2 separate regions of the Sus scrofa genome follow, and region 2 is linked to region 1. Evidence: chromatin contacts called from public promoter capture Hi-C data. All regions are on one chromosome and are shown on one strand. Each heading gives the region's core, a stretch centred on a gene start, on an enhancer-like site or on the middle of the called end of the contact. The rest is flanking DNA. Distances are from core to core; before and after follow the strand shown. Region 1 holds the start of CCDC86 (coiled-coil domain-containing protein 86). Region 2 holds the start of MED19 (mediator of RNA polymerase II transcription subunit 19).

Evidence for each region. Promoter capture Hi-C pulls out the DNA fragments that hold promoters and counts their contacts.
Region 2: a contact with region 1 is called in a promoter capture Hi-C map of liver, with 4 times the contacts expected there. The contact joins the promoter of MED19 here to the promoter of CCDC86 in region 1. A contact is called at or near these places in 1 of 5 promoter capture datasets (liver) and 1 of 47 Hi-C or Micro-C datasets (liver).

The regions. Positions count from the first base shown.
Region 1 is chr2:10,904,651-10,907,919 of Sscrofa11.1, forward strand. CCDC86 (coiled-coil domain-containing protein 86) reads right to left here and starts at 1,546. Exons shown (of 4, transcript XM_003122668.4): 1 at 635-1,546. The coding sequence starts at 1,404.
Region 2 is chr2:13,239,434-13,242,580 of Sscrofa11.1, forward strand. It overlaps MED19 (mediator of RNA polymerase II transcription subunit 19), which reads left to right and starts at 1,878. Exons shown (of 5, transcript XM_003122715.5): 1 at 1,878-2,274. The coding sequence starts at 2,007. TMX2 (thioredoxin-related transmembrane protein 2) reads right to left here and starts at 1,837. Exons shown (of 8, transcript XM_005660896.3): 1 at 1,414-1,837. The coding sequence starts at 1,602.

The sequences.
Region 1 (3,269 bases), core at 296-2,795:
GTGCCCTCGTATGTACAACGAGGATAATCCTAACAGCTTCATGGGGCTGATGTGCAGATTAAATGTCAAGATGCAGGAGTTTTCCTTGTGGGGCAGTGGGTTAGGGATTTGGCATTGTCACCACAGCGGCTTAAGTTGCTGCTGTGGCCCGGGTTTGATCCCTGGCCTGGGAGCTGCCGAAAGCTGCAGGCAAGTGAAGCCAAAAAAAAAGAAAAAAGAAAAAAAAGCCAAGATGCATGCTTCTACCATTTGAAAGGCCCTTCCCCTAACCAATCCTTACTAGAGGGCTTAGCAGCTTTCTATATTGTCAGTACTTGGTAATGCCTTTTATTAAAAAGGCAAAAAAATGTAACATAATGGTAAATACTGTTTTACTTGCTTCTGCCTCCTTATTAGAGAGGGCAGAGTCGAGGGTAAATGTGTGTTGAATGAACACACAGATGAGAAGAGGTCCACTGAGGGCATTCCTCCCCAACATCCCGGTGCATCTTACCACATTCTGATTATAATTACCTGTTTGTGTGACACCCCCACTTTTGTGAGCGCTCTCCAACCCAGGGGGCTATCCCCAGGTTGTGCCCAGGCCCAAGCACCACACAGAACCCCATGCCCGCCCAGGTGTCGCCTACTTCACCTCTTCTTTGAGCGGTCCTTCCACACTCGCCCAGACTTGGGCTTCCCCTTCGGGATAACAGGAACCTCCTCTTTCTTCTGCTTTTTGGACGCTGGGGCCTGGACTGAAGAACTTTCTCGCTTCTTTGGCCCGAGGACGTCTCTCCCCCTTTCCCTGGATGGAGCTGGCTTGCTTGGCTCGTTCTGATCCTGTGGGGAACCGGGTGACTGGAGTGGCAGCTCCTGCAGTGGCAGCTCCTGTAGTGGCTGCGAGGGCTCCAGATCCGGCGCTTGCTGACCGGGGTAAGGCTCTAGTGACCCTGGGCCCAACTGCAGCTGATGTTGGGGAGACTCCGGGGTCTGCTCCGCCTTACTCCCGGCCAACTCCGAATCCGCTTCTTGGTCCTGGGAGAACTTTGGTGACTCCCCATTTGGCTTTGACTGAAGTCCTGGGGTTTCAGGACTCGATTCCGGCTGCCTTTGGGAAGACTCCAGACCCGGATCTCGCTGACGCTGGGGGGACCCTGGGCCCGGCTCTGGCTGTCTCTGGGAGGACCCCAAGCCTGCCCCTTCCTGTAGACTGGGTGAAACTGGAGCTGTCTCTGACTGACGTCTGGGGGACCCCAAACCTGGTGGCTGCACATTCCGAGGAGACCCGGGCTCCCTCGCTTCTTCTGGGTGCGACTCGAGCTCCACAAGGGCCCGTCTCGCCTGCAAAACTGGGGTGGGGTTCTCGGGGGATTCAGGCTTTAGTCCTTCCAGCCGCCGACTGCGCCTGAGAGGTGTATCCATGGCACCGCCAGAGTTTCTAAATCCAAGCCCACGTGCAGCTTCTGGGACTCCCGGCGCCGTCCTATGACGTCAGGAGACGCCACGTCTGTGTAGGGCAGGAGGGGCTGTTGCTGCGGAGGCCATGTTGGTGATGGGCAGATAGGCGGGTACAGAGGAGTCCGGGGCGGGCGGGGCCTGGGTTTACTAGGCGCATGCGCAAAGCGTTTTGGCACGTTTACACGCGATTGATGAAGGAATGTCAGCTTCAGATCGGGGTTTGTCATTCCTGCGAACCCAGTCTCCGGGGAAAAAGAGTGTGCCGGTGGAGGAAGGAAAAGGGGTCCTGTTTTCGGGAGAGAAGAGGATTGGGAAAAGATCCAGGGAGCTCGTAGGCAAGGCTGGGTGAAAACTGCCAGTAACTCCTCTGCAGTTAGGGGTCCTACCCAGTTTGTGCCTCAGTTCTCTCATTTGTAACACGGGTGCTTTTACACTAGTTTAGTGTATATAAAATGATCCTGCCAAAGCATCCTGACTGCCAGGGTGAATGCTACTTGGCAGATCCTGAAGGTGGGAAATTTCTTAAGCCCAGTGTTAAAAGTAATCCTTGCTTTCTCTTCTCCCATCCTATGCCTAAATGTAAAATCGATGGCTCTCCTTTGCAACATTTTCAGCTTTCTGCATGAAGTTGGAGTATGGGTAAAATGCACCATCTGCGGCATGCCCAGGCCCTCAGCCCCTCTGCACACCTTTTCTGGTACCCCTTCTGCCCTAGTTCTAGAAACAGAGGTCGGATTGTCTCTGGGTTTTATTTCAGCCAAGACAGCGGTCCTTGCCCTAGTATGTGAACTTGTCTCCTCCCTCCTTTGCGTGACACCCAGTTGGGGGCTTTGAGTCACTCAGAGCAGACGCCTTTCTTAGGAAGAACATCTTGGCAGTTGCCCAAATGTACCCCAGCTCTTCCCTAGTGTATTTTTGGAACTTCCTGGGGATGGCGCTTAGGCATCCCAGGGTCCTGGTTCCGCTGTCCCAGCAGCTTCTTTTAGACACTATTGTTTCTTCAGCTGAGGGGTTATGCGTGGGCCTGGGAAGTTGTCCAGAGGTGCTCAGGGGGCAGAGGAGGAAGGCCAGGCAGACAGCCAGGGCCCTCAGCACTGAGCTCAGCTCCCACCTGCCGAGTCACTCTTCCAACTGTCAGATGGGGTGCAAGGTGACTTGACTGCTGATCAAGAGGAGATGAGGAGGAGGAAAACATAGGCAAGGTTCCTGGAGGATGGAAAAGTGGATTGAGGATCCTTTAAGACCTCTCACCCCTTGGCTGGTGCCACACGGCATCCACAACATATCTTGATGAATCTAGCGTTTTGAAATCCCAAGGGTACTTAAGGGTTAGGCGCTGGCTCTGCTACTCCACTACCCTTCCCTGTTGTCAGAAAGTTGCATCCCTGTGCTGTAATCCCGTGTCAGTCCCTCCCTTCCGGGCCACTTTCAGGGGCTCCACCCACAGGCTCAGTGCCCTCATGCCCCTTGCTCCTGGACCAAAGAAGCCTCTGCAAGGAGGCTATGTCTCGGTGCCCCAGCACAGCGGTGCAGGTCCCCACTGCAGAAGCAGCTCAAACGCTTCCTCACCCATGTCTTCCAACCCTCAATTCTCAGTTCCCTAATTCCCTGCCCCAGCCTGGAGGCTATGCCAAACCACACCGGGCAGGCGTTACCAGGGCTGTGGAGGAGATTACATGCCACTGCACTGCCCCACCCTGCCCCAGGTCCCCTCAGCTGTCCTCACTTCCTGAGCTCCCAGCCTCAGCTGGAGGGACCACTCTCAGATGCCAATTGGATTGTATCTTGGTTCTGCTTAAAATACTTCAAAGGGAGTTCCCATTGTGGTG
Region 2 (3,147 bases), core at 628-3,127, 2.3 Mb after region 1:
TTTTTTTCTTTTTCTTCCACCCACAGCATATGGAAGTTCCTGGACCAGGGATCGAACCCGTACTTCCAAGGAACTGCAGTTGGATTCTCAACCCACCGCACCATGGTGGGAACTCCAAGCCACTGAAATTTTGAGGTTTACCTGTTATTGCTAAGATTATTTACCTTAATATTCTAACTTCCAAATCACCAAGGAAATAGTAAAAGATTTTTTCCAGGAAAACAAACACTAGCTATAAACTCTAAATAGTTAAAGGTCCCTACTTAATAGGTTCTTTTGGAGTTCCTGTCATGGCACAGTGGAAACGAATCTGACTAGTACCCATGAGGATCCGGGTTCAATCCCTGGCCTCGCTCAGTGGGTCAGGGATCTGCCATTGCCTTGAGCTGTGGTGTAGATCTGAGACAGAGCTTGGATCCCACGTTGCTATGGCTGTGGCATAGGCTGTAGCTCTGATCTGACCCTAGCCTGGGAACCTCCATACCCCGCAGGTTCGCCCCCCTGCCCCCCAAATGGATCTTTTGAAGCACCACAGCTATACATGAGCTACTTAATAACACTGGGAAAGAACGGCGGAAGTACGAAAAAGTAAACAAGGGAAGGAGAATAAAAGTAAGGAAGTAAGTTCTGTCAAAAGTCAAGACTCATTCTGGGACCTGGAAAAAAAAAAAGACAAAAACTCAGGAAGGCCCTCCTTCCTCGTAACACAGATTCAGCTATACAGAAGGGGGCACAGAACTTCATCTTATTTTTCTGAGTGGTCCTTCCACTTCTACTTAGGAAGTACTGCAAGAGAGTTCAGATTGATTTCTTTACAATGAATTTTTTTTACAATTCCATTTCAATAGGCCTAAAACTTTATTCATTTTTACATTCTCAGGATGCAGCACAGTGCCTAGCATACAGTCCTCCCTCTGCAGTTGTTAACTGAATTAAAATGACTGATGGTGCTGCTGCTTTGGCCAGAAGAGTGGTTTCAAGTCCCAGCCACTCACTAGTTGTGTGACCTTGGACAAGTCTCCTAACTACGCCGAGATCAATTTCTTCATCAGTGAAACGAGATTACTACTACTTGCCTTGTTTACCTCACTGATTCCTCAAGAGGCTTTACATAACGAGAGCAGCACTGTAAAACAGTGCAGATGCCTCGTTTGGGTAGGTACGAATTGTGAGACGGAAAGGACCTTGGACTCAGGAGTCAGAAGACCCCGGCAGGCTAACTCGCTGTATTCCCATCTTAAACGTGAAGAGGTTTACACTCGACGACCGCCCAGGCTCTAGATTCTTAATAGCTTAAGTCCGCTACAGGTTGGGAACCTCAGGTGTTCTCAAACAGGTGAACCTCGCATCTCGTAGATGCAACCTAGGACAGGGTGTCAAGGTCGCGGGGTCCTAAGGCGGGGGGTCGCTCACCCAGTCAAAGTCACACGGGTTGCCGTCTTCGCGTTGCGTGGGGAGATTGTAGCAGACAGGGGGCAGCTTCCTCACGAGTAGGAAGGCAGCAGAGAGGAGGGCTGACAGAAGGTAGTAAGGTCGGGCCAGCCATCGTGATAGTCGAGGTATCGAATAAATAAGAGCAATTAAAGGCGCGAGAACCGCCATCTTCCCGGCTCTAGCGGCGCCAGCCGCTCCACGGAGTCCGTGAGCCTGGTCCCGCCTCTCCCATCATTGTGCTTCCATTGGGCCTAGTCTCGGATGCACCGCCTCTAGATCCGGAAGCAGATCTCTGACTGGCTTCTGCGTCAGGTTAAAAATGGAGAAAGGGCTTTGATATTTTATTGGCTAATCTAGCTGTCTTTTTTTCCACCTAAATCGTTTTATTGGACATATGCGACTGCGGCAAGTAGGAGATACAGGAGAATTTAAATAAAGTTAAATAGTACTTCCGGAACGTTCTCAGAAGGCGACGGAAGTAGTTGCAGGAAGAAGGTAGGAAGGGCCCGAGGCAACCCAATGGTGAGAGGCTCCTGAAAGAGGAGGGCGGTACTCTGTGAAAAGATTGACCAATGAACGTCACCAACGCCAGACACCGAGACAGCGCCGGGGCGGAGGAGGCGATGGAGAATTTCACGGCGCTGTTCGGAGCTCAGGCTGACCCACCACCGCCCCCGACCGCACTTGGCTTCGGACCTGGAAAACCTCCACCCCCACCGCCTCCTCCTCCGGGCGGGGGGCCGGGCCCCGCCCCGCCCTCTACCGCGGCCACAGCCGCTCCCGGCTCCGACAAGTCAGCGGCCGGTTGTGGCCCCTTCTACCTAATGCGGGAACTGCCGGGTGAGTACAAGGCCTGGTCAAAGCCAGCCAATCAGATCATAGCGAGGAGAGGCGGGGCGTGGCTCTCAGCCTTCCGACTGGGGTGAGGGGTAACCTAGGCAACGCGTGGCGCGATTTCGGAACACTATACTAGAAGAGGTTCTGAGGATTCACAACCGAAAGAATGATTGGAATTGGGATGGATTAGGGGTGGGAAGAGAGTGGATCTCCCTGACCACCTTTCACGCCCGATCCTGCCCCTGACGCTGGTTTTTGACTCCCTAAAGATTATCCTAGCTTTGAGTTTGGTATTTGAGGGTCCTGATTTAACATCCCTGCGGACCCAGTTCCAGATCTGCTTCAAACTTCCTGTTGGTTTGGGACATGTTGTCTTTCTTCCTCTGGGCCTCGGGGTTTCAAAATGTGTTCGAAGAAGTGATTAGAATTAAACCAGGTTCTTTCATTCAAAAAATTATTTTGTTGCGCACCCACTCTGTGTACCAAGCACTCTTCCAATTGCTGAAGATACAGCTGTGAACAAAACTGACAAGATCCTTGCCTGTTTGGGAGTTTACCTGCCAGTGGAGGAGTCAAAGAGTGATAAACAGATATCTGCGGATAAACAGATAGTATCAGATAGTGGTTATGGCTACAAGGGGGAAATGTGATAAAGAATTGAGGGGGCAGAACTGCTTTAGCTAGAGTGATCAGGAGAGCCCTTTCTGAGTAGATAACATTAGAGCTAAAATATAAGCACAAAGGAAGAGCTAGCCATTTATGAGTGGGAGGAGAGAGAACTCTAGATACAAAAAATGAGATTAGAAGGCCCAATGTGAGAATAACCTTGAATATTTGAGGGACAGAAAACCACTTGCACTCCGGGGAAGTGAACAG